6 separate regions of the Mus musculus genome follow, and regions 1, 2, 4, 5 and 6 are each linked to region 3. Evidence: chromatin contacts called from public Hi-C, HiChIP or PLAC-seq and Micro-C data. All regions are on one chromosome and are shown on one strand. Each heading gives the region's core, a stretch centred on a gene start, on an enhancer-like site or on the middle of the called end of the contact. The rest is flanking DNA. Distances are from core to core; before and after follow the strand shown.

The links. Hi-C and Micro-C count contacts between places; a contact is called where the count stands out from the background. HiChIP or PLAC-seq counts read pairs in DNA pulled down with a chosen protein or histone mark.
Region 1: a contact with region 3 is called in a Hi-C map of cerebral cortex, with 4 times the contacts expected there. The contact joins the promoter of Apc2 here to the promoter of Klf16 in region 3. A contact is called at or near these places in 12 of 39 promoter capture datasets (the 3T3-L1 cell line, the C10 cell line, the HPC-7 cell line and 7 more), 1 of 15 datasets of contacts at CTCF or cohesin (the NIH/3T3 cell line), 4 of 484 Hi-C or Micro-C datasets (B cells, the N1E-115 cell line, cerebral cortex and 1 more), 6 of 115 datasets of contacts at active chromatin or transcription factors (astrocytes, bone marrow-derived macrophages, effector CD8 T cells and 3 more) and 1 of 9 other capture datasets (liver).
Region 2: an H3K4me3 HiChIP or PLAC-seq map of embryonic stem cells shows a contact between it and region 3, with 9 read pairs. The contact joins the promoter of Sgta here to the promoter of Klf16 in region 3. A contact is called at or near these places in 4 of 39 promoter capture datasets (the SN4741 cell line, embryonic stem cells and liver), 1 of 484 Hi-C or Micro-C datasets (embryonic stem cells), 6 of 115 datasets of contacts at active chromatin or transcription factors (astrocytes, embryonic stem cells, large pre-B cells and 3 more) and 1 of 9 other capture datasets (liver).
Region 4: a Hi-C map of nephron progenitors shows a contact between it and region 3, with 4 times the contacts expected there. The contact joins the promoter of Midn here to the promoter of Klf16 in region 3. A contact is called at or near these places in 3 of 39 promoter capture datasets (the C10 cell line, neural stem cells and pre-B cells), 5 of 484 Hi-C or Micro-C datasets (CD8 T cells, cortical neurons, embryonic stem cells and 1 more), 4 of 115 datasets of contacts at active chromatin or transcription factors (bone marrow-derived macrophages, extraembryonic endoderm stem cells, large pre-B cells and 1 more) and 2 of 9 other capture datasets (adipose tissue and pancreatic islet).
Region 5: a Micro-C map of embryonic stem cells shows a contact between it and region 3, with 2.6 times the contacts expected there. The contact joins the promoter of Pwwp3a here to the promoter of Klf16 in region 3. A contact is called at or near these places in 2 of 39 promoter capture datasets (erythroid cells and liver), 2 of 484 Hi-C or Micro-C datasets (both in embryonic stem cells), 4 of 115 datasets of contacts at active chromatin or transcription factors (embryonic stem cells, pancreatic cancer cells and pro-B cells) and 2 of 9 other capture datasets (adipose tissue and macrophages).
Region 6: a contact with region 3 is called in a Hi-C map of muscle stem cells, with 2.3 times the contacts expected there. The contact joins the promoter of Gamt here to the promoter of Klf16 in region 3. A contact is called at or near these places in 9 of 39 promoter capture datasets (the C10 cell line, the HPC-7 cell line, cranial neural crest and 6 more), 2 of 15 datasets of contacts at CTCF or cohesin (CD8 T cells and the NIH/3T3 cell line), 6 of 484 Hi-C or Micro-C datasets (B cells, embryonic stem cells, granulocyte-monocyte progenitors and 2 more), 11 of 115 datasets of contacts at active chromatin or transcription factors (the SCID.adh cell line, Th17 cells, astrocytes and 7 more) and 2 of 9 other capture datasets (adipose tissue and liver).

Annotation. Positions count from the first base shown.
Region 1 is chr10:80,298,523-80,303,219 of GRCm38.p6, reverse strand. Apc2 (APC regulator of WNT signaling pathway 2) reads right to left here and starts at 2,178. Exons shown (of 15, transcript NM_001372241.1): 1 at 1,905-2,178; 2 at 1,242-1,400; 3 at 993-1,083; 4 at 726-906. The coding sequence starts at 1,997.
Region 2 is chr10:81,058,152-81,062,966 of GRCm38.p6, reverse strand. It overlaps Sgta (small glutamine-rich tetratricopeptide repeat (TPR)-containing, alpha), which reads left to right and starts at 2,696. Exons shown (of 12, transcript NM_001358550.1): 1 at 2,696-2,839.
Region 3 is chr10:80,575,277-80,579,631 of GRCm38.p6, reverse strand. Klf16 (Kruppel-like factor 16) reads left to right here and starts at 2,336. Exons shown (of 2, transcript NM_078477.2): 1 at 2,336-2,885. The coding sequence starts at 2,432. Gm26710 (predicted gene, 26710) reads right to left here and starts at 1,508. Exons shown (of 3, transcript NR_155863.1): 1 at 1,350-1,508; 2 at 557-685; 3 at 136-318.
Region 4 is chr10:80,145,433-80,149,952 of GRCm38.p6, reverse strand. Midn (midnolin) reads right to left here and starts at 1,681. Exons shown (of 9, transcript NM_021565.2): 1 at 1,604-1,681; 2 at 1-271. Atp5d (ATP synthase, H+ transporting, mitochondrial F1 complex, delta subunit) reads right to left here. Exons shown (of 4, transcript NM_025313.2): 4 at 4,135-4,520. The coding sequence ends at 4,408.
Region 5 is chr10:80,224,100-80,228,803 of GRCm38.p6, reverse strand. It overlaps Pwwp3a (PWWP domain containing 3A, DNA repair factor), which reads right to left and starts at 2,206. Exons shown (of 14, transcript NM_023431.5): 1 at 2,100-2,206; 2 at 366-482. The coding sequence starts at 422.
Region 6 is chr10:80,259,176-80,264,109 of GRCm38.p6, reverse strand. Gamt (guanidinoacetate methyltransferase) reads left to right here and starts at 3,098. Exons shown (of 6, transcript NM_010255.4): 1 at 3,098-3,389; 2 at 4,197-4,342; 3 at 4,446-4,509; 4 at 4,866-4,933. The coding sequence starts at 3,209. It also overlaps a transcript of Dazap1 not described here.

The DNA.
Region 1 (4,697 bases), core at 929-3,428, 280 kb after region 3:
TCTTAACCGCTGAGCCATCTCCCCAGTACAAGACCCCTTTCTTTAAATTTTTTGTTTAAATAGGCTAAGTTATCGGAGTGGGCAAAGGTATTTGTCGGCAACCTAAGAACCCTGAGTTTGACTCCCGGGATTTCCTGGTGTTCTCTGACTTCCACACATGTGCTATGGTGTCCCCAAAGAAATAAATGTGGTCAGGGATCCAGAAAGGAAAAACAATACCAATTAACAAAGTTCTATTTCCATTTTACAGAGCATTCATCTGAGAAGTTGCGCCGCAGAGCGGACTTAAACTGTTTGTCAAGTGACCTCGTGCAACCCAGAGGGGCCGAGCTGGGTTGCCCCCTTTGGTGCTGCCCCCTCCACTGGCCCTGGGCCCAGAATTTTTGGGCTTCTGTCCTTCTATCAACAAAGGCCTCCTTGAGGATCTCTGGCGTCAGGCCTGTTTCTGAGCCCTGACTTTGGATACGGCTCTGTCCCTAGGGACGCCTGTATGTCTCGGCCCCGGAGATGGGGGTGGAGGCTCTTCTCTCCCAGGAGCCTTTCCCCTTGCCAGGAATGTCCTCATATCCTCTGTCCACCAGTTGGGGTCAGCCAGACAGGGATAGAGTGGAGATGAGTGAAAGAGCCTGGAGGTGGGTGTGGCTGGTTGGGGGCGGGGTCATTGCCAGCGACCCAATCCGAGGGCAGAGGTCCCTGGGGGCAGGTCCTTTCCCACGCCCTCTCACCTCTCCTGGTCCAGTTCTTCCAGCAGGCGGATGGTGGCCCGGCTCAGCTCTCCAAAGCTGTCCTTGGATGGTCCAGAGCCGTGCACTGGGCTTCCCTCTGGAGTCCGGGCGGCAGGCTCCGGGCCCAGGGCTGGAGCATGAAACTTGAGGTTGTACAGGCTACTGATGTCAGTCTGAAGAGCTGGAGGGAGGGAGGCACTGGTGAAGGTCAGTGACCTGCTCTTGCTATATCCCTGCTGGCCATGGGCCGTTCTGGAAGTCACTCACCTTTCAGTTGCTCTAACACTTCTGTCTGCCCGGAAGACACGAGCACTCTCGCCTCCTGCTCCAGCTTGCCCTGGAGGTGTTTCAGGACCTCCTGCGGGCATGGTAGGGAATAGGTCTGTGAGCATCAGGGCTGCCTGGACACACAGACATCTGTCACCCTGGCAGTCCACATGCCTTGAGGACCCCTCCCAAGACATCGGTGCTTTCGTGTCTGTCTTTCTGACCCATGCCCTCCATGCAGGCTCTCACCTTCATTCCAGAAGTCTCTGTCTCAAGCTTGGAGAGATGGCTAGAGTTATCCCTCAGCTCCTGCCTTAAGTGAGTGTTCTCGGCCTTCAGGGCCTCCACCTGGCGCACCAGCTGCTCATATGAGGCCATGGAGCTGGTCATTTTCAACTCCTGCAGTGCCTGGGGGTAAGGGGTCACAACAGTGGGTGCTGGTCATCGGCTCCCTCTCAGAAAGTCCTGGAGCAGAGCCCAGCCCTCCCACCCATCCTGGGTGTGCCCTCGAGGCAGGAATAGTGTCAACCAGTCACCTGGGAACCAGCATTTGAGAGAGACATAGAAACAGGAGGAATTGAACCTGGGAGGCTATTTGATGTGTATAAGGCTAACTGATGGGTGGACAGACAGAAAGACTCTATGATACCTGTACTGACAGCCAGAGAGACACACAGACATCTGTCACCCTGGCAGTCTAAGTCAGCAGGGCCACCTGGAGGCCACCAGGCTCACAGACTGACACAGGAGAAGCTGACTGCAGACAGACAGACAGACAGACAGACAGGAGGGCAGACACACTGGGAAGGAGGGGTCACTAGATAGCCCAGAACACCCTGAAGGCCGAGCAGCCTTGGCTAAGAGAGTGATGGGCAAGAGGAAGGGAGGGCGATGCAGAAGACCCCGACTCACCACAATCCTCCCAGGTGTTTGTGTCCTGGGCCGGGACCCCCTGTGGCCCCACATCCCTCCACTCACGCAAGGGTCCCCAGTGGCTCTGTTCATGGCTCAGCAACCTCCAGCCTGGATACCATGCCTCCCTCAGCTCCGTCACAGCCCCATTCTTTGTGCTTCTGTCTGTCTTTTCTTTCTCTCTCTGTCCGGCCTCCTCCCTCTGTCCAGTTGGCCAGCACCTTCTCCCCCAGCTTGGCTCTCCCTCCAAGGCTATCCTGAGACCTCCACGACTGATCCTCCTTCCGTCTTTGTTCCCTTCCGTCTATGGAAGCCCCCTCCCTCCGCCTTTGTCTGAGGTCCACCAATAGCATCCTCTCGTCCTGAGGCACGGTGGAGTGCGTAACACCATCTCATCCTCTCGGCTGCTCCCTCCTCAGGAGCTTCCTCTCCTTGCCAGCCTTGAGGCTTCATCCCAAACCAACCACACCCCCTCCCCTGCTTAGGTGACACCTGCTCCCCCCACCCCCAACACACATAACCTAATGCTCTTTTTTTCCCTTCTTCTCTGGAAAGCCCCGCCTACCCTGATGTCACCCAGGACATGGGTAGAGGGAAGCAGTGAGTGTCTAGGGTCTCAGCCCCTCATCATTCCATCCCCTCAGAGGACCTGCTGTGGACCTAGCCATGCCTTCTGCTCTCTTCCTAAAACAGCTGTTCCCCCAAAAGGGAAACTGAGGTCCAGGGCTGAGGGGTGGGAAAGAAGAGGGGGAGGAGGAAAGACAGACATAATCAAAATCCAGACCCTGGGATGCTCAGAAGTCCAGGCAGTTAGGCAGGCATGGTGGCGCTCACCCATTGTTTCAGCACTCAGAAGGTGGTGGTAGGAAGATCAAGAATTCAAGCCTAGCTTAGGCTACATATTGGGTTCATGACTAGCCTGGGCTACATATGGCTCTGTCTCAAAAGACCAAAAATTAATACAAACAAAGCAGTCCCCTCTCCACGCCTTCTGCATCCACCTGAAGGGTGAGGAAAATCCTGGCCGGTCCAAGGGCTGACAGAAGGTCCCAAGGGAGACCTACTCATGCTTGTCTTTGGGTAGGATGTTAATCCTACCCAAACCAAATTCGGGGTATCCCAGCTAGGAACAAGGCTCATATCTAATCTAAGCCCTGGTTGGAGCTGAAGTCACCCATGCCCTGCCCAGCCAAAAGAAACAGATGAGGCTCGGCAGGTACGGACATCCATCCCCACATGCCAACCTGTGCCGACGTTCTCAGTCCACATTTGATGCCCTTCTTTAATGTACCCTGTTGTTCGGAATCCACAGGGCTACCAGCCCTCTAGGCTGGGTGCATTCGCATTCGATTCTGCACCCCTCTCACCAGGCCACTCCTCCATCCTCTCCTTGCCTGCTATATACTGAAGTCACACTCCCCTCCAAAAGACGCCATCCTTGCACTATGGCTCCTGATGCCCTCGGGATAAGCCTTGACCCCCACAGGCACACTGGAATTCGCTGGGGACAGAGATGCACTCACTTGTCCTTAGGTTTGCACACGAGGCCACCTTTGACTCCGGTAGCCCCACAACCTACATCGTCCTACAGAAAGAGCCGCCTCCATCCCCAGCCCCAAGCTTCCATCAAGAAGCCACCTCGGCAGATGACAGGAAAACAGCAATAAAGGAATGTGGGTTTACGGAGCGATTCAGAGGAGGGAGGCACAACACCCAGAGGTGTGCATCTCTGACTTCCTGTCATCCCGTTCCCTCTACAGAGTAGAGAGGAAAAGACTCAGACCAGAGCACACAGCAATTCCCCTGGGGCGCACAGCATCCTTCTCTCTTCCATTCCTTATGCACCATCTCCCAAGAATCCGGTGTGGGAACCGTGAATGTGTGTGTGTGTGTGTGTGTGTGTGTGTGTAGGACCAGCCGCAGCGCCTCATCCGGACTCAGTTTCCCCTCAGCTCCTATTCTGCCTTGGAGTCCGTACTGACAGGGCGCGGCAGGTCGCGCCCCTGCCCTCCACCCAAGGGAAGACGCACGGCTTACTTGCGTCTGGGGTAGCTGTAAAGCCCAGGGCCTTCTCCCTCCTCTTGGCTAGGCCTACAAGCCAGACCTGGGGTGTCTAGGTCTCCGGGGGTCTCGGCAGCACAGGCAGAGGGGGTTGTTCCAGAGGGACAAAGCCGCATCCCGGCCTAGCCAGGCGGCGCTGCCGCTCCGGCGCTGGGCGAGACCACTGCAAGCGAGCAGGGGAGGATGCGGGATGCAGGGGCCTGGGCCAATGGCGGCGCGGGAAGACGAGCTGGTGCTATGGCGACAGCCAATAGCAACCCGGGGCAGGGACCCGTGCTGACCGTGGAGCATCGGGCCTCTGCTGGAGCTTAGGGGCCGATGGGGGTGAGGGTGGGGGACAGTGGGATTGGCAAACTCCTTACCAAGGGGGAAAGGAGGTGCCCCGAGGACTAAGACTCCAAGCAAAACATCAAACTGATAAATATTACACCAAAGTCTTGGGGAAGGGGACCACTCAATCCACCTGCCAGGCGTGGAAGTGTCAAGACAGGAAGGGCTGGGAGCAAGCAAAGCCAAGAATGCCCTGAGGTCCCAAGTAATCTGGGACTTGGAAGGTTGGGAGATGGGCAGGCACTCGGGGAGAGATTGGCAACCTCTTCCCATCTTTCTCCAAGTACCAGGGTCTGCCATTTCCTGTGACAGTTCCTCTCTGTCTCTGTCCCTGTTTCTATGTCCCCTTCAGTCTCTCTCCAGCTTCAGCTCCATGATAGGCAGAAGGTTCTTGAAGGTGCT
Region 2 (4,815 bases), core at 1,447-3,946, 480 kb before region 3:
GGAAGAACTGTTTACACAAACTTGAGACAGGATATTCTTGGTATAAGCATTACAATGCCCTGTCCCAAGATTGAAACAAGATAAGAGAGCAGAGATCAGCATTTGAGTAACACAAGAGTAAAGTTTATATAATGCACAAGAACACTAGTGGCCAGTTCCTGAAGCAGAGTTTGCCAAGGTGATTTGAGATAGGCCATCATGGGGCAAGGGGGAGAGGGAGTCAAAACCGAAGCAGGCCACACGGATACACAGTCAAAAGCAGAGAGACAAACGCAGTGTCTTTCCCAGCCTGTTTTCCTTCAGCATCTCTTTTCCTGGGGATGGTGCCACCCACAATGGGCGGGGCCTTCTCATGTCACTTATGTTTGGTTTTTTGTTTTTTGTTTTTTGTTTTCCCCTGAGACAGGGTTTCGATGTATAGCCCTGGCTGTCCTGGAACTCACTTTGTAGACCAGGCTGGCCTTGAACTCAGAAGTCCTTGTGCCTCTGCCTCCCAAACGCTGGGATTAAAGGTGTGCCACCAAGCCTGGTGTCACTTATGTTTAATCAAGGTCACCCCCACAAGCAGACCAACTTCATCTAGGCACTTCATGGAGACTCTTGCTAAGCGATTCTCGGTTGTGTCAATTCGATAGTTAAAACTAATCTGATGAGATAAAGATCAGAAATCACAGGTTGTAAGAGGGTTTCATTATGTCAGTACCCTTTCCCTGTAAAGGGAATTTTTGGCAAGATTTCTAGAAAACAGTATGTTTTCACCCTGGAAAGAAGAAAAGTCTTAAAGAGTTGGTAATTGCCCTGGAATTCTCTGATAGAGAATGGCATCAGTTCCTGTGAAGGTGGCAACATCTTCTCTCCTCTCACGTCCCTCACAGCTTTTCTATCCTGACTTATTGCACACCTCACATCCCTAACCAACCCAGGACACTAAGTTTGGTAATTATAACTACGCCATGTCAAAGGTGGGGTGTGTGCAGAGGATTGGCAGGATCACAGCATATCATATCAGCACTTGGACACTGATGCAGGGGGATGGACAGAGTTCTTGCTTTTCTTTTCTGCTTCCAAGACAGGGTTTCTCTGTGTGGCCCTGGCTGTCCTGGAACTCACAGAGATCCTCCTGCCTCTGCCTACTGAGCGCTGGGATTACAGGCCTGTGCCACCATGGCCCACCTGGAATTCCATAAATTTAAGGTCAACCTGAGCTACATAGTAAGACATGGTAAAATGAAAATAGGAGAGATAGTTCAATGGTTAAGAGTACATATTGCAAACTGGGTAGTGCAGTTTTAGCCCAACCTTGCCTACGGTATGAGACCCTGTCTCAAAGAAAATAAAAAAAGTAGAGTACATACAGCTTTTGCAGAGGGCCTGAATTGCACTGCACCCAACTCTAGCCTTGGGGATTCCATGCCCTCTTCTGATTTTTATAGGCACTGTATTCCCATGCAGACACCCACACATAGACATCCACATAATTCAAAAGTAAAGATAAGTTGGTTTTATTTATTTTTATTTATTAATTTTTTTTTTGGTTTTTCGAGACAGGGTTTCTCTGTATAGCCCTGGCTGTCCTGGAACTCACTTTGTAGAGCAGGCTGGCCTGGAACTCAGAAATCTGCCTGCCTCTGGCTCCCGAGTGCTGGGATTAAAGGCGTGCGCTACCACGCCCGACCTGTTTTTATTTTTATTTTTATTTTTTTATTTATTTTTGGTTTTTTGAGACAGGGTTTCTCTGTGTAGCCCTGGCTGTCCTGGAACTCGCTCTGTAGACCAGGCTGGCCTCGAACTCATCCCGAGTGCTGGGATTAAAGGCGTGGGCCACCACGCCCGGCTCCTGTTTTTATTTTTTGAGACAGGTTTTTCTGTGTAGCTTTGGCTATCCTTTGTAGACAAGGCTTGCCTCAAACTCACCGCGATTCCCCCGCCTCTCCAGTGCTGAGATTAAAGGCGAGCACCACCACTGTCTGGCTGCTAATCTTTGTTTTTCTTTTAGGCATCAGAAAGAAGTTGGGGTGTGCAAAAGATAAGTTTGTAAATAGGTTTTAAATATAAAAATAAGTGAAGTAGATTGTTTAGTGGTTAATCACACTTACTGCTTTCACAGAAAGTGGGATATGCCAGTTTCCAAGATGGGCGAAGTGGATGAAGAGTTCCGGGCCAGGCTGGGCTCGTAGTATTGTCATTTTAAAAAAAGGAAAAAGAAAAAAAAAATTACGAAAACAGGGGGCTGGTGAGATGGCTCAGCAGGTAAGAGCACTGACTGCTCTTCCAAAGGTCCTGAGTTCAAATCCCAGCAACCACATGGTGGCTCACAACCATCCACAATGAGATCCGATGCCCTCTTCTGGTGTGTCTGAAGACAGCTACAGTGTACCTACATATAAAAATAAATAAATCTTTAAAAAAAAAAATTACGAAAACAGAACCAAAAACTTCATAGCATCAGTTAGTGGCTTTGATTCAGATTTGTCTTGCTGAAAGCAGCTAGATCACGTGACAGACTCCATACCACGTGGTCTGCCTTGGTGCCTCAGGGGTCCGCCGCCGCCCCACCGTGCTTTAGGCCTGACCCGCTTGGTGACTGTCAGACTAACTTCCGGTTTTCCTGATGCCTCCAGAGGGCAGTTTCCATAACAACCAGCTTGTGACCCCCCTCTTCGCGTGACGTCACTTCTGTTTTAGAGCGAAGGGTGCACTTGAGCGCATGCGCAAAAGGAAACCTACACAGGAAATGGTTTTTTTCTGCGCAGGCGTCTTGGTCCTGAGGGCGGAGCTTGGCTGCGCCGCGGTGCGCAGGCGCAGCCGTCGGTGGGTCGGGTCTTCGGTCGACTGAGAGGTGAGGCTGGGGGCTCCGCCGTGCCCCGTATGGGCGTCGGGGGTCTGTGGGTTTAGCTTCGCTGTGCTCGGGAGCCCCTGGGACAAAGGTGGCTTGTGATCCGGACTTCTGCTCTCTTCGGGGTCACGTGAGCGGGCGGCGCAGAGAGGAAACTGAGGCAGACAGCGTCCCAACCCACCCCCACCCCTCGTCGCTTTTTCTCACGAAAAGGTCAGCGTTTAGGTGTGTGTGGGGCGGATCTCAGTTTTCTCGGGGCCCCTAAGGTCTAAGACCCTCTTACATTGCCATTCCTCACCCTGGTGACCTTGCTTAGCCTGTTGCCTGCCCACAGCCTCAGTTTTCCTCTTCTGTACAATGGACGTTGTCACCATTGTCTGAGCAGTTGTGGGTGCTCCTTCCCATTGGGAGGGTGTGTTTGATTTTGGTGCCAAAGGTAGGTAGTGTGTGGGTTTGAAGGGCAGAGGGCCAGCTGTGCATGCTAGGGCAAATAGCTTGACCTCTCTGAGGAGGAGTTTTCTTAAAACAATGGTAAGGCAGGTGTGCTGACACATGGGCAGAGGCAGGAGTATCGTGGGACTTCCATGCTAGCAAGGACTACATACTTTGTCTCAGAAAACGAAACAACCAAAAGCAAAGACTCGAGCAAATAGTCTAGAACTTTGGTCCACAACCTATAATCCAGTCTTTCAATTGAGAGGGGGAGACAGCTGGATCGCGGGGAGTGAGTTCAGGCCCAGCCTTGGATACCTAACACGGTGGAGGTAGCTGGACCACAACGTGAGACCCTGTCTGAAAATGAAATCGACATAATTAATAGTTTGTTTGTTTTGAGACAAAGTCTTTATCTGTCTCTGGCTGTCCTGGAACTCACTATGTGAGCCAGGCTGGCCTCAGCGCCACCTCTGCCAGGACTGTAGGTGCCACCACCTCATCTGGCATCATAATTAACGTAAAAAGGATGTCAGTCTGGGCCCGTTTAGTTGTAAGCTGGGCTTGCTGGCTGTCATCCCAGCTTGTAGGAGGCTGAATCGGGAGGATGGAAGTGAAGTTCAAGGCTATGTTGGGCTACATGGTGAAATCCTCTTGTCTCAAAAGCCAGGTTGTAGTGGTGTCCGACTTTGATCCCAGCACTCAGGAGGCAGAGGCAGGAGGAGCTCTCAGAGTTCGAGGCCAGCCTCTGGTCTACAGAATGAGTTCCAGGACAGCCAGGTTGCAGAGTGAGACCCTGTCCTGAAAAACCAAAACCAAAAATGAAATGTTAGCAACAACAAAAACAAAGAAAGTCAGTTGAAATTGTTATGTCTCTGTGTCTGTCACCTGGACATTAATTGTCCTAAGGTCCATTAGCAGAGGTCTGTTAGCCTCTGTGGTGGCTGGTGAAGGCACACGTTCCCCACCAGTTGATTGAGATGACTTTCCTGTTTTGTCCCTCTGTGGTCATTTATTTGATCAGTCTTTCCTTTTATTGGTCATTCTCATCCACAGGGACAGTGTATGGGGATGTTTGTGATCGGTGTGACTGAAGGGGCTTCTGATGTGACACTGACACTGGGTGGGGGTCAGGAACATTGCCCACAGAACAGTGCTTCTGTTGGGGAAACAACTCAGTGAGCAACATGCTTGGCATGAGGGTCTGAGTTCAATTCCCTGTGGATTCCCCATGGAAAAAGCTGGGTGAGAGTGCTGGGGGCACTTGTAATTTCAGTGTGTGTGTGGGGGAGCACAAGATAGGCAGATACCGGGCTCTCTGCATAGCCTGCCTAGTCCCAACATCAGCTCCGTGTCCCAGGGACAGACACTGCCTCTAAAACATGACATGCTGCCTGGAGGGAGTATACTCACTCTTGATCTACCTTTAGTTTCCACATGTGTATGGACACACACACACACACTACACACACGCACACTACACACACATACACATACTACATCACACATTCACTCACATATACACACACAGACACCTCACACATACA
Region 3 (4,355 bases), core at 1,087-3,586:
CTTTAATTCCAGCACGCGGAAGGCAGAGGCACGCTGAGTTTGAGACCAGAATAAATTCTAGGTCAGCCAGAGTTGTGTCAAAAAAAAGACCTGAAATTTGTGTAGCCAAATGTTGGGTGTCAGACCTGTCCCCATAACTCCCGTAGATCCTTTATGAAAATAAAAACAAAGGACAAACCAGAGCTCCCCCGTGGGACTAGCAAGGACCAAGTGTTTGAGCCCTAGGGATACCATCAGAAAGAGTGACTTACCAGTACTCCTGTTCTTGTGGGAGCAGGCTGGATATTTTCCCAGAGTCCTCAGCCTTGACTGTGCCATCTGTAAGGTAGGGCGACTGTTTTTAGGTCTCTCCTGGGTCAGATCAACAACCGATCCACCTCGTGTCTGGGGCTTGGGGTATGAGGCTAATATGCATGAACGGTAATGGGGGGCTGCTACATGCAATGGCAGGATTAGCTCACAGCCGGCTCTCACAGGCTTAAGCCCTTAGGACACAAATGTGCTTGGGGCATGCTAAGTGGCACCACCTGGTGGTTGTACAACCAACCTTACTTACCACTCTAGCTGCTGTTAGGCGGGGCATCATGAATCAATTCATCCTGATGGCTCCTCTCTTCAGGTGGCGGGAGGGAGGGCAAAAGATCCCTTCAGAAAGCCACAGAAGCTGGGTCAGGATCGCAGGGTTCTGGTTGTTGGAGGGCAAGCAATGGAAAGATGGGTAGGTGTGTACTTCTGAACAACGTGGACTTGTGTAACCTGTCCATTTCTGTCCAGCTAGATTTGTGCAGAGGTCCCCCAGAGTATTCAACCTCTGTCGTTGAGGGACACGGTGTCAACACAAAGTATAGTGGGGCCTAGAGAAACATGGCCAACTCGACGGCAGAGCACTGGAACCTGACCAAGTCAGCTTGGGGTGCAGGTGGGGAAGGTAGAGATGACACCCAGAGCAAGGACCTCTGCCACCGGTTAGCCTCTGCTGGGGAATAAACATGATGGAGCTCGGACCGACAGACTGCTGTCGGTTGGGGTGCTTCGCCCCCTGGAGGCTGCGCGGGCCACTGCATGGCCTCCGCAACCCGGCGGGAGTTAGGAAGGGGCGGGAGCCTGGTCTCCTACTTCCGCGCAACCGGCGCCTAGGGCCTGGGGCTTTTAGGGGACCATCATTTCACAACTTGGTCGATTATCCATGGAAGTTTCCAATCGCTCCATTAGTCAGCCTCAGTTTCCCTGTCCCAGTCTCAAAGGGCCAGTGAGGGAGGGACGAAACAACCAGAACTCCAGTGTCCCTAGCTTCGCATAGATGACCGAGCCAGACCTTCTTATTGCAGCCCTGTTCACTTTTGCCATACCGGTTATCCACAGGCCTAGTGATTCTCGAGTCCCGGTGCGCAAAGACGAACTCTACAAACTCGATCAGCTAGGCAGGGTAGTGGGTACCCTACGCTCTCAAGTTCGACCTCCGGGATATTTTGTCCCCAAGCCAAGAATGGCATTGGGGACCCAGAGATGGGGAGTCAGGATTGGTGGGTTATTGCCCTGCTTCAAGGCCAGGAAGGAGGGGGAGGGTCGCGCACGTGGCCCGGGGGCGGGGCAGCGCGCTTCCGCACCCCCACCCTGGCCACGTGCGGATCGCACTCCCCACCCCATCCCCCGACACACACACCGCGGACAGGGGCGCGTCCCAGTGCCTGAATGTGGAGTGGGAGGAGGGACGAGTTGGGGAGGGGAGAGTTCCCGGCGACTGCGCACCGGGCACAGCGTGGTGGGCGCGCCGGGAAGAGGATGGAGCGCGCGCCCGGAGGAGGCGTGGCGCGCACTGGGGGTAGGAGGCGGAGCATCCGAGGCTGGGGTGGGGTGTGTGGGCGTGTCGCGGGGGTGGGCGTAACTCTCAAAGCCTTGGGAGGTGACGATCCGGGAAGGGCACTGGTGAGGGTAGTGCGTACCAGGCCAGGGGAACGATTTCCCTCCGTTTGGCTTGTTCTTACGTGGAGAGGGCACAATCCAGGGATTTGGGGACCCCGGGTGCTCTGCTGGTACACGAGGGGAGGGGGGGTTTGAAGTGCGGGAGGACCGGCAGCTGGCAGTGTGAGCTCCGCCCATCAGCGGTGGCGCGCGACTCTCTGGAGGACCGAGGGCGCGGCAGGAGGGGGCGTGTCCGCGGTGGGGAGAGGGCGTGGCTACTGAGCCCCGAGGGGGCGTCCTCCAGGAGGGGCAGGCTGCGGCCGCCCCCGCGGGCTCCGGTGCGTCAGGGAGCGTCAGGCGGGGCGGGGCGGGACTGAGCGCGGGCGGCGGCGGCGCGCCGGGGCCTCCTCCTCCCTTCCCTCCTCCGCCTCCCGCACTCTAGCAGCCGCTGCCGGCCGGACGGGCGTAGGTCCCACCGCCTCCGCTTCTCTCCCGCCGCCGATTCCGTGTCTCCGCGTCCTTGCCCGGCATGTCGGCGGCCGTGGCGTGTGTGGATTACTTTGCCGCCGACGTGCTCATGGCCATCTCCTCGGGAGCCGTGGTGCATCGCGGACGACCCGGCCCCGAGGGCGCGGGCCCCGCTGCCGGTCTGGATGTGCGCGCCACGCGCCGCGAGGCCACGCCGCCGGGGACCCCTGGGGCACCGCCACCGCCAGCTACGGCTCCGGGGCCGGGAGGCGCCACCGCTGCGCCCCACCTGCTGGCCGCCAGCATCCTGGCCGATCTGAGAGGCGGGCCGGTAGTCGCCACCGCAGCCAGCACCGCGGGGGGCACCTCTCCGGTCTCCTCCTCCTCAGCCGCTTCGTCTCCCTCTTCGGGCCGCGCCCCCGGCGCCGCCAAAAGCCACCGCTGTCCCTTCCATGGCTGCGCCAAAGCCTATTACAAGTCTTCGCACCTCAAGTCACACCTGCGGACTCACACAGGTAAGCCCCTCGTATTTTACACAGGTGGGATGCAGGGAGTGCATTAGAGAGGTCTCGGGGACCCCGTTCCCCCATCTCACTTGGAACCCCGAAACTGCGTGGCGCGTGGGGGGCGGGGAGGGGGGCGCGCCCAGGCTTCAGCGGCCCGCCGGCCGGGAGGGCGGGGACGTGGTGGGTGGGGCGCGCGCGGGGAGGCGTGGCGGCCACGCGGTCGGGCGGCGCGCGGAGGGCGGCCCTGGTGGCCAAATCTCCCGCGATTGCAGGTTGTTCGGGATCTACCCCGGCATGGTGGGTCCACCACGCGCGATCACAGTCCTCAGCCCCCTACTCCTTCGTTTTCGCTTGGTATTCTTGTCCTGTTTTTCTGCGCTTCATGGTCTCGCCCTTGGTGGTCAGAACATCCGGTTCCGTAGTTCTTTCTCGGCCCTCCCCCAGCCTCAGTTTCCTTATCTGTGAAGAGGGTCGGTAGATCCGGGTTACGGCCTTCTGGGTAGCAGCGCGGATTCCCTCCGAAGGGCAGCGAAGACTCTCGCGCAGGGTTAGGTGGTAGCATAGCAGTGGTGAGGGGTGGCTGCCCGGAACATTTTTCTTTCCATTCTGTGTACTTTTAACATGGTGGAGCGAGGCCACGACCCGGACCTGGAGTTGGGGCTTGAATCTTCAATCCAGTGGGATTGAAATCCTCACCACAACTCTTCGCCTACGTTTTGTGTTGGCCCACTCCACACACCTGTGATGGGTCAGGTCAAGGTCCAAGATGGACAACGAGATTTAGCCACACCAGTGTTTCTGGGATGCCCAATCCCCCCGGATTGGATGGGGCAAACCTTTTGCTAGGTACTGGCCGCTTCCTGTCCAAGGGTCTATCCATGTTAGCTGGGATTTGCACTGGGATTTGACAATCTACCCCTTTAACAGCGGTGTAGTCAACAGCTCCAAGGCATCCCTGGGATAGGGCCCCCTGCTTGTTATCCCTCTATTTACTTGCTTTTGGTTCGCCATCTCCTGTCTATATAAGAGATAGAGGCTGCCTTACTGATACAGTTGATGTGGGCAGCAAGGCACCCAAAGAGGGCTTGATGGGGGTGGGGGTGGGTCTCCTAACATGGTCACACTGGGAGAGAGATTAGGACAGCCTCCATAGGTGTGTGGGTGGCCCCAGGCATGTTCAGGGCAGGTATGGGGGTGGAGGAGCCATCTTTGGATTCTACTGAGCCAGAGAGAGGGCATAGATGATGCCTCCTCTCACTGTGTTTTGAGCTGCTGGCTTGAGCCCCTGTGGTCTAGGGGCTACCCCCGTGTTGGTGCCCACATGTATGGGCAGCTCCATATCACCTGTGTATACACATTTCTCTCTACAGAACATTTGAGGGGGCCACACATGTAGCAAGGCTGTGTGTGTGTGTTGGGGGTTGGTTTGGGGGAAGGGAGAGAGAGAGTGGAGAAAGATGTCTCTCTTTGCCACAGACT
Region 4 (4,520 bases), core at 432-2,931, 430 kb after region 3:
CTTGGGGAAGGTCCCAACGTTAGGAATTGAGCCGGCAATCAAGAATCCGAGTGGTGCTCCGGGGTCGTGTGGGATCCTTGGGTTGCGCCCCGGGGTGGGGTCTGTGATCCGTTTTCAAGGGCGGATGACAGCGACCTGGGTACGGCACGGGGAGGGTCCTAGAGAAACGGGGCAAGCTATCCTGGTTCGCACGGTGCCTGGATCCCTCTCGGGTCGTGCTACCCCGCGCGTCCCTTCCCTTAGCAACAGCCGCAGCCGCCGCTCGCAAGATCTGGGGGTGAAAGTACGAAGAAAAAAAAAAGTTATCATGTATCAACGTTCCAATGGGCGGGACCACCGCCCCCTCCCATTCACTACTTACTCCGCCGGCCTGGCGGCGGCCAATCAAAACACACAGACCGCCCAGTCCGTCGCGCTACCGGGCCAATGAGAATCGCCGCGGGGCTACCCCACGTGGCAGCGAGACCCTCCCTTTCTCTCCGCCCCGTCCCTTCTGCGTCCAATGGAGATGCCAAGAGGGTTGGGCTGAGGCCGATCCTGACCAGCCCCCGCGACCCCCCACCCGCTCCCAGAGCCATTCATAAGGCCCAAAGACCTTAACAAAGGGCGGGCGGGCCCTGAGGGTAGCGGACCCGAGTTTTAGGACTTAGCACCCCCCCTCCCCGCCCCTCTGCGCGAGCCTAACCCCTTCAGTCCGCAACGGGAGCGGTCGGGAGAAAAGGCTAGGAGCCGGCCATTGTTCCCGAATAAGGAACAGGAAATCGTGGCGCCTCCCCGCTGGGTCTGTCCGGGAAGCTACAGCCTGCGGAAGCTGTCGCTTGAGCCCTGAGCCTCATGGTCAAGGGTCGCGAGCTGGCCTCTCAAGGACAGGGCTGTCTTCCGCCCCCGTGGGTGGGTGGATGCAATGATATTGGAGAACTTGGGCGGAACCCACAGCTTGGGCAGGGCCCTGCAGCTCGGTGACGTGGCTTTGATTAGATCCGTCCCTCCCGAACCAGTGCCACTTCGCGTCCTAACCTAACTCACCCTCAGTTTTTTTTTTTCTGACTTCCCCCCCTCCCAATCCCGGGTCGGCCCGTTTCCCGAGGTGTGCCCGCCCAAGCCGTGACGTGATGCGGCGTCCCCGGCTGCGCCCGCGCGCGCCCCGCTTCGGGCAGCGGTGAGTCAGCAGCCCCGGCGCGCCCTCTGCAGTCCCCGCCCGGGAGCGCTGCCCGAGTCCCGGGGGAGGAGTGCCGTGCGTCTTGGCTGGGGAAGGGGTGCGCCAAGAATTGGGGGTCTGCATGTGGGGAGGGTCCGTTGAGAACCTTTATACTTAGCAATGCAGAGAAGACTTAAGACCGCACATAAAGGGAAACTGAGTCTACAAACAGTTCAAGGTCACTGGCTGAGTGCGGGGGGGGGGGGGGGGTTGGGGGGCGTGAGCTGCAGTCCCGCCAGGGCGGTGCCCATAGTGCGCAGCCCCTCCCACCCCACAAGTTGGAGGGCTCCGGGTCCTGAGGCACACTAGGTGCGGACGATTCAAAGAACAAAGAGTGGGACAGCCTGAGAAGTTTACGGCGGGTGGGGGCCCCTCTCCGTTTCGTGCGGTCCCGCCCCTACTCACCGGCTCCGTAGGTCCTGGGTCACCACTGCTCCAGATGACCTGCGTATGGGTCCTGGCAAGAGGTGGCCGTGCCGGTCTGGGGCCGGGCGGGCGGCCCCTGAGCCTTTATCCGCGCCGCCTTCCCTGGGGTGGAGTTTGGGCGGGCAAGGGGCGGGGGGCCGGGCAATGGTGACGCATTCCCTAACCCCCCCACCCCACCCCACCGCCTGCTGGCCTGGACAGGGACACCGGCCCTAGGGCTTCGCAGCACCCACAGAGCAGTGCCTCAGGGGTGTCACCGACCTGGGTAACTCCTACCTCCCCATGTACTGGGGTTCACCTCACATTAGGATTGGGGGGGTGTTTGGCCTGCTTCCCTGCTCCGCCCCCTTTCCTGTTGGCCTGGTGCTTCCGCCTGGGGGCGCCCGCGTGTGGAAGGGGGGGGCGGAACGGGAAGGGGTTCCTTAGTCAGCAGCCTAGGTCCAGGAAAACAGGGTAGTGTCACCTGCTAGGCAGTAGGTGCCCCTGACAGCTGCCTAGCCTCCTCATCCTTTAACGATGACCTCAGAGGCCATTTCTGTGACGATTCATCCATCCCTGGCCTTGCCTAGGCCAGTCACCTGTGTGACCTCTGAGTAGCCCAGTCCCTAATGCACCCTACACCATAGCATAGTTGGTTCTCACTCCAGCATATGGGTCCCAGAAGTCAGCTCAGGTCATCAGTGGGCTTGGCTGAATGTGTCTGTATCTCCAGGCCCCTCTGGGTTAATTACAAAGTACCAGACAAGCAAAGGAAGGCCTTCTGCAGCCTGGCATGTGTGATCTGTTCTCACAGCACAGATGCATCGGCACATACTGGCCCTGGCCCTGGCCTTTGGGGTGGATACTCACTCACCCACCTATGGACCAAGGAGCCAGCCCTTTGTCATTTGAGCGTGGCCAGACCCTCCATCACTTCCCTAACCTTCCATCTCCTGTCCACGTATGCGGTCTCTTGCACTTATCTGGTCTGAGCACCACCACCACCCTGGGTGCCCCTCCCAGGCCAGTTCCTTCCTAGGTCACCTTCCTCTCTGGCTGATCATTCTGGACAGGCATGCTGGGCCCCCAAGCAGACAGGCGTGCCAGACACTCCCAGTCTCCCAGGGTCATGGTCAGGCCAGAGAACACTTGGAGGCCCAGAGACTTTGAGGGATGAGCAGGAGTTTGTTCAGAAGTACAAACTGAAGCTGCGCAGTGTGGAGGTCAGAGGCAGGGTTTGCCTCTGGAGGGACCTCAGGGAAGGGATAGGTGAGGTGGGCTGGCTCTGACACCATTCAGACTGAAAGCCACTGTAATAAATGCAGGGTGCCCAGACTGCCTGCTTCCTGTCTCTTCTTCCTGTGTGGTCCTTTGTCCTTAGCATGAAGCCCAAGACTCAGTAATCTGTCCAGGCCCTGCCCTCCAGGAAGGTCCCAACCTCCAGGTTCTCAGTCCCGCCCTACTGCTCTGCTGTCCCAGGACACAGCCCAGCCAGCACAGGCTGTCCTGTCCTGAGGCCAGGCTCCAAAGCTCACACCTCCTCATAGGAGATATCTCCCTGAGTTCTGGTGGGGAAGATATGAAGGATTCACACTACAAGGTATACTAGGCCAGGCCAGGCTGCTCTGAGGGCCTCCTGTTGACATCTGTCCAGCCCGATGACCTCAGTGACCTCTGTGGCCCACACACCACTGAGCTGGGAACGTGGGGCTCTAGATGACCATGTTGTGACTTATCTTGGAATACCCCCAGGCTGCAAGTGTCGGAAGGGAAGGGTTCTAGCACACTCATGCCCAGATCAGGCACATGTGGCCATAGGGAGTCACCCACACAGGGCCCTGATACAGTGCGACAGGCCTCACTCAGGCTCTAGCCCGCCTGGTCACTGTCCAGGTGTTTCAGATGACCCAGTGATGGCAGGCTCAGACCTACTCACCACCCTCAAAGCCTCCCTGCTCCCCCTATCCCCCCATGGCACTCTACTCAGGCTGCTGAAGTGGGTTATATAAAAGGAGGGCAAGCCAGCATAATACCTGGCCATGGGGGTGGGGTGGGAAGGGGAGGGGTGGTTGTACAAAGGTATGGGGTGGTGCCAAGGCCACCCCCTACCAGGCCTCCCCACCCCACCCAGGGGCAGCTAGGGGCCTAAGTGCCTAAGGAGGTGCCAACTGGGACTGGGAAGGCAGCCAGCCAGGCTAGGGCCACCCACAGGTTGGGTGTGCCTAGGGCGGAGCCTCTGTGGGAGCAGGTGGTTCCCGATTCTTCCCAGAGCCTGTGGGGTGGGACAGGGGGGCCTGGCTGGTGGTCAGGGCGCTTTGCCTGGCCAGCAGCACTAGTCACACCCATTACTTCATGCCCTGCCCTCAACGCTTGCCCATCCCACCCATTCCAGCAGGCAGCACCCCAACAACCAGCCACCATGTTTCCTACCCAGAGTCGCCGATTGCCTCTGGGGGCCCAGCCAGACACAGGAACCCCAGGCAGGGTTGAAGAGAGCCCTAGCTTTGTGCTGTGCAGTTAGAAACAGAACACTCAGTTGGTTCCTGGTGTTTAATGGAGACAGGCTGGGTAAGTTGACGACGGTTCAGGTGGCTTTGAGGGGCAATCAAGGCCATCTCTCCAGAGGCATCGTGGGGATGCCAGATTGGGGAATCCTCCATGACCTGGCAGACAGGCACCAGGAAGCTTTAAGCCCAGCAACTGGAGCACTGCTGACCCCTGGTGGCCACTTCAGCCCACTGGGAACTTCTCATCGGCCTGGACCTGGCTCAGTTTCCCCGTGGGTGTCAGACAGTAGGTACCACCTACTCCAGGGCCTTCACTAGGGCTTCATTGGCCTCAATACGGATCTGGATCTCAGCCCGTGCTGCCTCGTCCGCCGCACCTGACAGTTCTGACTGCGCCTTCTCCAGGTTGG
Region 5 (4,704 bases), core at 957-3,456, 350 kb after region 3:
CCTCTGACTTGCTAGAAGGAACACCCCAAACACTACAGTTATTCCTGTCTGGGGCTCCTAGCAAGGCACTCCCTGTGGTCACAGCCTTCTGAGCCTTTTTATAGATGACTCTTTTTTTGTTTTTTTTTTTCCCCCTTAGTGTGAGAAATAATTAAAGACAATTCTGGATCTAGGGCCTCCTAAGCGCCAGACCAAAACCCCCTGGAGTGGAGGGAACCCTGGGACTCGTGCCAGCAGATCCCAGTGCCGAGCATTCAGGCTCGGCTCTCTCTCATAGTTACTCTGAGGAACAGAGCCTGATGAAGACTTTATTGTCACCAAAAGTCATTTCTAATTCCTGAAATTAAGAGAATAAGGGCTGTCACCTTCGCAGGCCACAGTCGCTTCCCCCATCGGCAGAGGACATACTTGGCATCCGTCATGACTCAGAAAGGAGTATCTGGGCGTGCGGTGGTACAGGCTTGACTGAGGCCAGAGGTCCCCTGCAATGAAATGTGTTTTAGAAAGGTGCTGCTTGCAGCAGTGAGGTTCACACAGACACAATCTTCCAGGGCAGAGGCTAGCCGCACACCCAGCTTCTAGGACACAGGTCAATTCAGAGCCTGGTCTTGAGACGTTGGGCAAAGAGCCAAGTGACAGTCAAGTGCAGGGCCCTGGAATTTGAGGAAATGTCTTGTTTTCTGTAAATAAAATTTAACAGATCCCCTCTTTAAGGTTGCACGCAAACTATGCTGCAGCAGCAAAGCTCACAAGCCCTCCCTGCCTCGGGCCTGAAGGGTGGCTGCAGCACACACCACACTCCACATACCCCATTCCCTGGAAGGACAGGGACAGATGCAGGGTTCTGGCAGAAGCAGCCAGGGCTGTGAACAGAAATGGAAAGATGGGGGAAGGGGGACCAAAGCAGCAGGAAGGACGGCAGGAACAAGGGAACTACCAGCAGAAACAAGGGTTTATGTAGTAGAAGGGATCGTAGAAGCAGGAAAGGTTTTCCAGAGGGATTACAGGCAGCAGAGTTGGGGGAACAGGGTTCCCAGCAAGGATGGGAGTTCATTAAAGCAGGGTGGGGTTTCAGGAGATAACAAGGGCTCTGCAGCGTTATGGGAACTCAGACAACAAAAGATGAGGCTCAGGTAACAAGGACTGGGGTTTGGGCAGCAAATATGTCCATAGCAAAGAAAGAGGTTCAGGTAGGAGTCAGGTAAAAGAGGTGGGGTTTGCAGTAGGGAAACAAAGATGGGGTTCACAGAGGAACTGAGATTCAAGCTGCAGAAACTTGAGTTCAGCAGGAAATATAGGGTTTACAGCAATGAATGGGAGGTCAGGCTAGAGGGAGTTTGGGCGCGGAGACTGCGATTCTGACATGAAACTCAGAGTTCACAACAGGGATAAGGTTCGAGCAGCAAATTGGGGGCTTAGACTGCAGAGAGGGGGTCAAAGGGAAGAAATAAGGCAAGAAATCCAGAATTTTCAGCAAGGACATAAATTCAGGCTGCTGAGACAGGGTACCAAGCAGTAAATTCACGATTCAGGCGGCACGGGGTGTGTGTGTGTATGTGTGTAATGTTGGGTTGATACTGCAGAGGTCGAGGTATCCGGTCAATAAGGGGCCTCCAGCAGGAAACTCGGGGTCTTAGCAAGGACACGGGTTCAGGCTGCAAAAAAGGGGTATAAGGTAGGAAACTCGGGGCTCAGGTTGCAGAAGAGAGATATAAGGCCGGAAATACGGGGTTCAGGCTGCAGAAGATAGGGATCAGGCCGGAAATACGAGGCTCTCGGCAGGGATGGGGCTCAGGCTGCAGAGAAGGGGACTTAGGTCAGAAACACAGGGTTTGCACCAGGAAACGAGGTTCTCAGCCCCCCAGGGGCCTCGGCCGCACGTGGGCCCTGCGCAGAACCGGACGCGGCCCAGCTGGTCCAGCCCAGCCGCCGCCCTTCCCCAGGCTCTCCGCCTGCACCCCGCCCGGCCCTCCCCAGGCCGCAGCGGGCTCACCCACCCAGCCCGCCTGACGCGGCGTCCGAGCCTGAGCGACCAGGCCGCGGCGGTCCCAACGGCGGAAGCCCGCCCGCCAACCGCCGCCGCAAGCCCGCGCGCTCACCGCCTCCGCCGCCGCGCAGATCCCCGCGGGCTAGGGGCGGGGCCTGCCTCACAGCGGCGCCGAGTCCCGCCCGCGCCGCCGCCCAATGGGAACTGCGTACCTGCGCCTCGACCCCGCCCCCCAAGAGCGCGCCACCTCCTGCGGGCCACGCCTCAGCCCATCGGTCACGCCCTCCACCGCCTTCCCTCCTGCCCAACTTGTGGAGTGCGCGGCGAGGGCTCCCCCTGGGCCCGAGGCAGGGTAGACCGGGAGGCCCGCTCCAAGTCCCACCCCCCGCTGCTGGCCAATAAGAAGATGGAGCTCACATCATGGCCCCTCCCACAGACGGCGGCGGCCTCCCTAGACCACGCCTCAGCCCGTAGTCCACGCCCCAGTTTTCCTACATCCTGCAATGGTTCCTGAGACGGAAAGTGGGCCCTTTTTCCAGACAGATTTCCGCCTGCGAGCAGCTATGCGAAGACAGAGGGGGGTTGGGAAGGCGAAGGCCTCACGAGCTCCTCACAGACTTCTAGTACCTTCCAGCTTCCGAAGTAACCCGATTCCCACCCCAGAAGGAAGTTATCCCACCTATGTGGGAAAAAAAAAAAGCCATCCAGTGAGGATGCCCAAGTCCTGAAGTGGAAAATAGAATGTGAGATGGCCTCATACCTAGGTCCCCAAGCATAGTCAGCGACTGGGAGGGAGGGGGGCTGCATCCAGGACCTGTATCCATGGACTTTTCTAGAACTGGAAGTTTCCAGTTTGGCTGCCGACAAATGTTTTTGTTTTTGTTTTTTTGAGACAGGATCTTTCTGTATAGCTGTGGCTGTCCTGGTACTCACTTTGTAGAGACCAGGCTGGCCTCAAACTCTACCTGCCTCTGCCTGCCAAATGCTGGGATTAAAGGCGTGTGCCACCACTGCAGGTGAGGTTCACACTCAAATTCTTAACTAAGGCAGTTAGGCTGCTCACCTGAGCAATGTCACTGACCTGGTCTCTCATGACTGTTTTTCCTTTTTAAAATGGTTTACTTATTCCCATTTCATGCGCATTGGCGTTTGCCTGCATGCATGTCTGTGTGAAGCCATCAGATCTTGGAGTACTACAGGAAGTTGTGAGGGGCCACGTGGGTGCTGGGATTTGAACCTCCATCCTCTGGAAGAGCCATCTCTCCAACCTAAGTGTTTTTCTACTGTGCTTATTACAGATGGAGAACAAGTGTTGTTGTTGGCCACAGAGGTGAGATGACGGGCCTGCACCCTGGGTGTCATTAGGATGGTGGCTTGTGCCACAAGTGACATGGGGTCAGGAATCCCAGGCCCAGAAGCTTAGATGGCAGTACTAGGGTCTCCTGACAGCACTGGCCAAAGTGGGCAGTGTGTGTGTGTTCTAGGCCACTGATTCTCAGGTAATTCTCTTGAAGTGAGGATTGTCACATTGTCACCACCAAGCATTACTGGTCTGCATAAGCTTGGAGGTTATGCGTGGTGGAGGGGATGTGGGTGAGTGGGTGGTGTGAGCGTGTCCGTGGGATGCATGGGATGGCCAGGTCTCTCAGCAAGGTTGGTTCTATAGGTTCACAATTGAAGCAGAAGCAGTGAGCAAAAGATGGTAATGTAAGGAATTAGTTAAACCCAGTCACCAGTTAACCAACCCATTCATCAGTTTAGCCGTTTACTAATCAACCCATCCATTTAGTAACCTCTTCATGGTTTAACCAACTTGCCAGTTGATCCATTCATTACTAACTCACTTACCCATGAACCAGTTAACTTGGTCCCTGTTTAACCCACTCACTATGAACTCTCTTCTTCCTCAGCTTCAGTGAACAGATGTGCCAGGGTCGGGCACCCAGGAACAGAGGCCTTGACCCCCATTGCTAGTGCATTTTCCCATGTCTTTTCCTGTTGGGGGTCCTCTGAGATTCCATGACAAGTGACTGTCCTGTCCATTATGCACTGAATATCCTACATCAGGGCTAAACTGTAAAACTTGAGCAGGGACACAGTGAGGGCAATGCGGTTCCTCCTAAGGTCCCCTCACGACCTAACTGGGGTCTTGGATGTTGGGAATACCAGTGCTATGCTACCTTAATTCAGAGGAGATTGTGATGTTCCAATGTAATCTTTCAGAACATCCACAATTGGAAGTTCCCTGGACTAGCAGTACGTGTAGACTTCAGTCTTAGATTGAGTTCACTGCTACATGCAGTGCATCTCTCAGCTCTCAGCAGTGAACAAAGAGAAAGAGTCTGGGGAGAAGGCTCAGGAGCTAGAGTGCTAGCCATGCAAACTCAAGGACCTGAGTTCGATCCCAGGAATCCATAACAAAAACCCAGGTGTAATGATGCATGCCTCTAATCCTGTCTCTGGATGCCTGGAGTTTAGGCTCATATGCACAGACAGGCACGTGCATGCGTGCACACACACACACACACACAGGTAGAGCTGTGGTTAACAGTGCAGACTGATGCTCTTGCAGGAGATCTGAGTTTATTTCCCAGAATGCACATCAGGCAGCTAACAGCAGCCTGTAACTCCAGCGTCAGGGGACCTGATGCCCTCTTTTGACCTCCACAGGCACATGTGTGCGTGGGCACACACATGCGTGCACACATACACATGCA
Region 6 (4,934 bases), core at 1,849-4,348, 320 kb after region 3:
AACAACAACATAATAAGTAAGTGAATAAAACGATGTAATGGCTCAGTTTGTTGAGCATCTTTCTAGGCTAAAGAGCTGGGTTCCATCCCCAGACTACTTAAAACAGTCATGGCAGTGCAAACCTGTCATCCCAGCGCTCAGGTTGGAGAGGAAGACTGGGAATTCAAGGTCAGCCTCCCTTGGTCAGCTATATAGTGAACTAGAAGCCAGCTGAGGTACACAAGACTTTCTCAAACAAAAACCAAAACATACATACAAGCAAACAAACAAAGCCTGAAGCAGGGCAGTATTGGTGCACACTTTTAAACCCAGCACTTGGGAGGCAGAGACAGGCTGATCTCTGTGAATTAAGTACAGCTAATATACAGAGTGAGTTCCAGGACAGCCAGGACTACACAGAGAAACCCTGTCTAAAAGGAGAAGGAGAAGGAGAAGAAGAAAAAGAAGAGAAGGAGGAGGAGGAAAAGGAGGAGGAGAAGGAGGAGGAGAAGAAGGAGGAGGAGAAGAAGAAGAAGAAGAAGAAGAAGAAGAAGAAGAAGAAGAAGAAGAAGAAGAAGAAGAAGAAGAAGAAGACGACGACTTTGAATTTGAGAGTGACCTGGGTCCTAGTCTCTATGTCAGTAGAACATAATATAATAACAGCAAAGTATAACAAGCAACAATTCATTTCTGTGCTGGGTATAACAGCTCAGATTATAAAAAACAGTCCAAAGCTTTTGTTTGGAGACAGAGTCTTCCTATGTAGCCCCAATTGTCCTGGAACTCATAGAGATCTTGCTGTCGCTGACTCTGGAGTGCTGAGATGACAAAGCTACCCATTTTCTGCTTTAATTAGACCACATGAGATCATCAGAAGGCCACTCAGAGGAGTGGCGCAGTGGACCTAGAATTCAGTGGGGGAAGTGCTCTCCTGGCAGGCACAATGCCCAAGACCCTTCATGAGCTGCAGAAACCGGGCATAGCAGTACACATTGTTGATCCTGGCACTGGAGAGGTGGAGGAGGCAGGATCTGGAATTCGAGGTCATCCTTAGCTGTGTGAGAGTTTGAAGCTATCTTGGGCTACATGAGAACCTGTTTCTTCCAGAAGACCAAAGTTTGATTGTCAGGACCCAAGTGGGAAATCACAATGCCAGTGACTGCGCCTCAGGTGGTGCACAGGGATGAGACACCAAGTACATTAAAAAATAAAAAACAGCGGGGCGTGGTGGCGCAGGCCTTTAATCCCAGCACTCGGGAGGCAGAGGCAGGTGGGTTTCTGAGTTTGAGGCCAGCCTGGTCTACAAAGTGAGCTCCAGGACAGCCAGAGCTATAAAGAGAAACCCTGTCTCGACAAACCAAAAAATAAAATAAATAAAAAAACAAACCAAAACTCCCAAAAGTGCTAACTGTTGCGGTTCTAAATTGGAGCCCTGGTCTCCACTCCTGTTTTTAGCAGTTTTCCCCACCTGTAAAATGAGGGCACCAACAGTTATTGCTGTAACATCTTCTAAGGATTAAGAGTGTCACTGCTTTTCCAGCAGTTCTTAGAAAAATCATCAGATCGCTACACCTAACATGTCCAAGTGACCCAGTAGTAAGCTAGAGCTGCTGAATGACAGGTATGGATTAGAGCAGCTGAGAGAGGGCCGGCTTCTTGGACCTCACCAGGCCAATGAATGTCTAAACTTGAGGCATTCAGCCAGGCATGGTGGCATACGCCTTTAAATCCCAGCAGTTCAGAGGTAGAATCAGGCAGAAATCTGTGAGTTCGCGGCCAACTTGTTCTCAATAGCAAGCTCCAGGCCAGTCAGGAGCTCCTGTCTCTAAATAAACGGATAAATAGAAATAAAAAAATCAACTTGGGCCGGGCCTGGTGGCGCACGCCTTTAATCCCGGCACTGGGGAGGCAGAGGCAGGTGGAGTTCTGAGTTCGAGGCCAGCCTGGTCTACAGCGTGAGTTCCAGGACAGCCAGGGCTACACAGAGAAACCCTATCTCGAAAAACCTAAAAAAAAAAAAAAAAAAGAATCAACTTAGAGGAGCATCGTGGACGACACGCTGAGATCAGGAAGTTTCACAGCCTCTTCAAACAGTAAATCCAGTACCCTTGCGAGCCAGCCAGGCAAATGCAGAAAGTCAAGCCTCATTCCAAATGTGGTGCCAGGGAGCTTGCCCCGCCCCTCCAGAAGCCACAACAGTGCACGTGCCAGCATATGGTACTCTCCATGGCACTGGGACCACTGGTAGTCTCTAAACGTCCCTCCTTGCACCGCAGGCACTTCACCCCTCATGGCTCCAACTTCCTGCCTAGATAACTTGGCCCCGCCCAGGTCCGCAGGCTCCGCCCCATTCATAGTAAAAGGATGGACTCAGCTGGACTCCACAATTACCCTATCCTCAGGCCCCGCCTCCTTGGCGCCAGCCTCAGCTCTAGCGGAAAGCTAGGCCCCGGATCCTGTTTTGCCTCTACCAGGCTGGGCCCCACCCGTGAAAGAAGACTAGGCTTCGCCAGTAGCAGAACGCTTGGATTTCATCCTATCCCATAAACACCTACCCCATGGCTCTGTCCTCATCCGTAGCAGAAGGCTGGACACCACGGTCTCAGCCGGCTGGCCCCGTTCCTTAGTTTCGTCTCTCATACTTAGCAGAATGGTGACCCCACCCCATTGCTCCGGCCCCGCCCCTAGCAGAAGGCTGGACTCTGTCCTACCATACAGGCTCCATCCTGTATGGCTCCTGCCTGCATTCCTCATAGAAGTCTGGATTCTGTCCCAACCCACAGCTCTGGCCCCATCCATAGCAAAAGATTGGACTCCTCCCCAGCCCACCAGTGCAGGACCTATCCCATTCCGTAGATCCGCCCCTCAGAACTTTACTTTGGGCTCCAGCGAGTAGCCCCGACCGTGAGCACGCTCCACCCTGTCCCTCAGCTCCATCCACCCAGGCCCAGCCCAGTGCCAGGCTGGACCCCCTCCCAGAGCAAGGGCCAACCCTCTTCTAATGACTGGACCCACCCTAGCCCAGAAAAGCCCCGCCCCAGCGAGTAGGCCCCGCCCACACGGCTCAGCCACGGAGTTCTTTAGGGCGCATAGGCCCCGCCCCCGCCTCAGGCTCCCACCCACTTGAGTGCAAGGCTAATCTCTGTGCAGAGGCACCGCCCCACTCCGCCTCCACCGGCCCCGCGGCTCCGCAGCCCTGCGCTCCCGGCCTGGTTTGCACAGCCTCACCATGAGCTCTTCTGCAGCTAGCCCGCTCTTCGCGCCCGGCGAGGACTGCGGCCCCGCGTGGCGCGCGGCCCCCGCGGCCTATGACGCGTCTGACACGCACCTGCAAATCCTGGGCAAGCCAGTGATGGAGCGTTGGGAGACCCCCTATATGCATGCGCTAGCGGCGGCTGCTGCCTCCAGAGGTACTCTGCCAGAGGAAACTGAGGCTGCAGCTTAAAAGAGCAGGAGCTCCCATGCATGTTGCAAGTCTCAGTTTCCTTGCCTGAGGCACTGAGCTGCCTTGGGGCTACCTTGGTCGGGAAGGGAAGGGTATTTGCAAAAAGTGGACGCAGGAAAGAGGTCCCGGCTCCGAACTGGAACTTCCTCTCCCAGGGAAGATTTCTACTTCCCGGGGCTGGGTCTTCGGACCACAGTCGAGTGGAACTTAATAGAAAGAGCGAGAAAGAGCAGAGGGGCGTGAGGCTTGTGCTTGTCGGGAACCTCCGAGTCTCCAGGGGCTGTTGCTAAGAATAGCTTGGGAAAACTGAGCAGAGAGGCAGCTGTCCCGGTGCTGTGGCCCTGAACTTCTGTACAAGGGGTGGTGTCTGAGGCACCCCAGCTTCAAACAGGGCAGATGGGCAGTGAGTGAGTGGACTTCAAAGTTCACCCAAGGCAAATGAGGACTTGGTATTAGGTGCAGAATGAAACGTGGAGGGGCTGCAGGTGTAGAGCCTCCAAGCCAGGCTTGGCCCTTTCTCACAGATTAGAGCACAAATCGCGTGGGCAGGGGCTCAGAGTCCAGGGATCCCTGGGGCCAGGCCCTGGGCTCCCAGGCTAGCCGCTCTGATTGGCAGCTGGCCCGAGCCCACACTCTGCTGTTACTTTGTTCTGTCCACCCACATGGTCCTGCTGGCTGGCTGGCTGGCTGGCCTTGAGGCAAGTGTGAGCCAGGCCTCACATCTAAGTCCCCCTCCCCCACCCAAACCAGCTGTCATGTTTTGTCCTCCTAGGGGGCCGGGTCTTGGAAGTGGGCTTCGGTATGGCCATTGCAGCCTCCAGGGTGCAACAGGCCCCCATAGAGGAACACTGGATTATTGAGTGCAATGATGGGGTCTTCCAGCGTCTACAAGACTGGGCCCTGCGGCAGCCACATAAGGTACCTTCTGCCGCTGGGGTGCAGACTGGGAGTAACCCTCAGGGCTGGGAGATCATGGGGTCCCATGTGACCCTCAACCTCTTTTGACCCTCTCCTCTCCAAGGTTGTTCCCTTGAAAGGCCTGTGGGAGGAGGTGGCACCTACCCTGCCTGACGGTCACTTTGATGGTGAGGGAACTCTGGGAGCCTGGCAAAGGGGTTGAGCTCTGGGGAACCCGCTAGCGTCTGGGTACTACTTGGCAGCCTGTGCCTGCTTTTACACTACCATACCCTCTTCAGCCTGGTGGAGCTTGCCATCAAAAGGATGACCAAAGTTTGACCCCCAGGATGTACGTGGTGTAAGGAGAGAATGGATGCCTACAAGTTGTCCCCCATCCCAACAAACACACCTCCAATGTGCACTGGGGACACATCCGTGGGAAGGGCAGCTGTATGGGCTGGGTTAGCGTCCAAGGCCATGGGATGGCTCAGATGAGGTTGGGCAAGGCTGTGCCAGCGCTGACTGGTATGTGTTCAAACTGCAGGGATTCTATATGACACGTACCCGCTGTCTGAAGAGGCCTGGCACACTCACCAGTTCAACTTTATTAAGG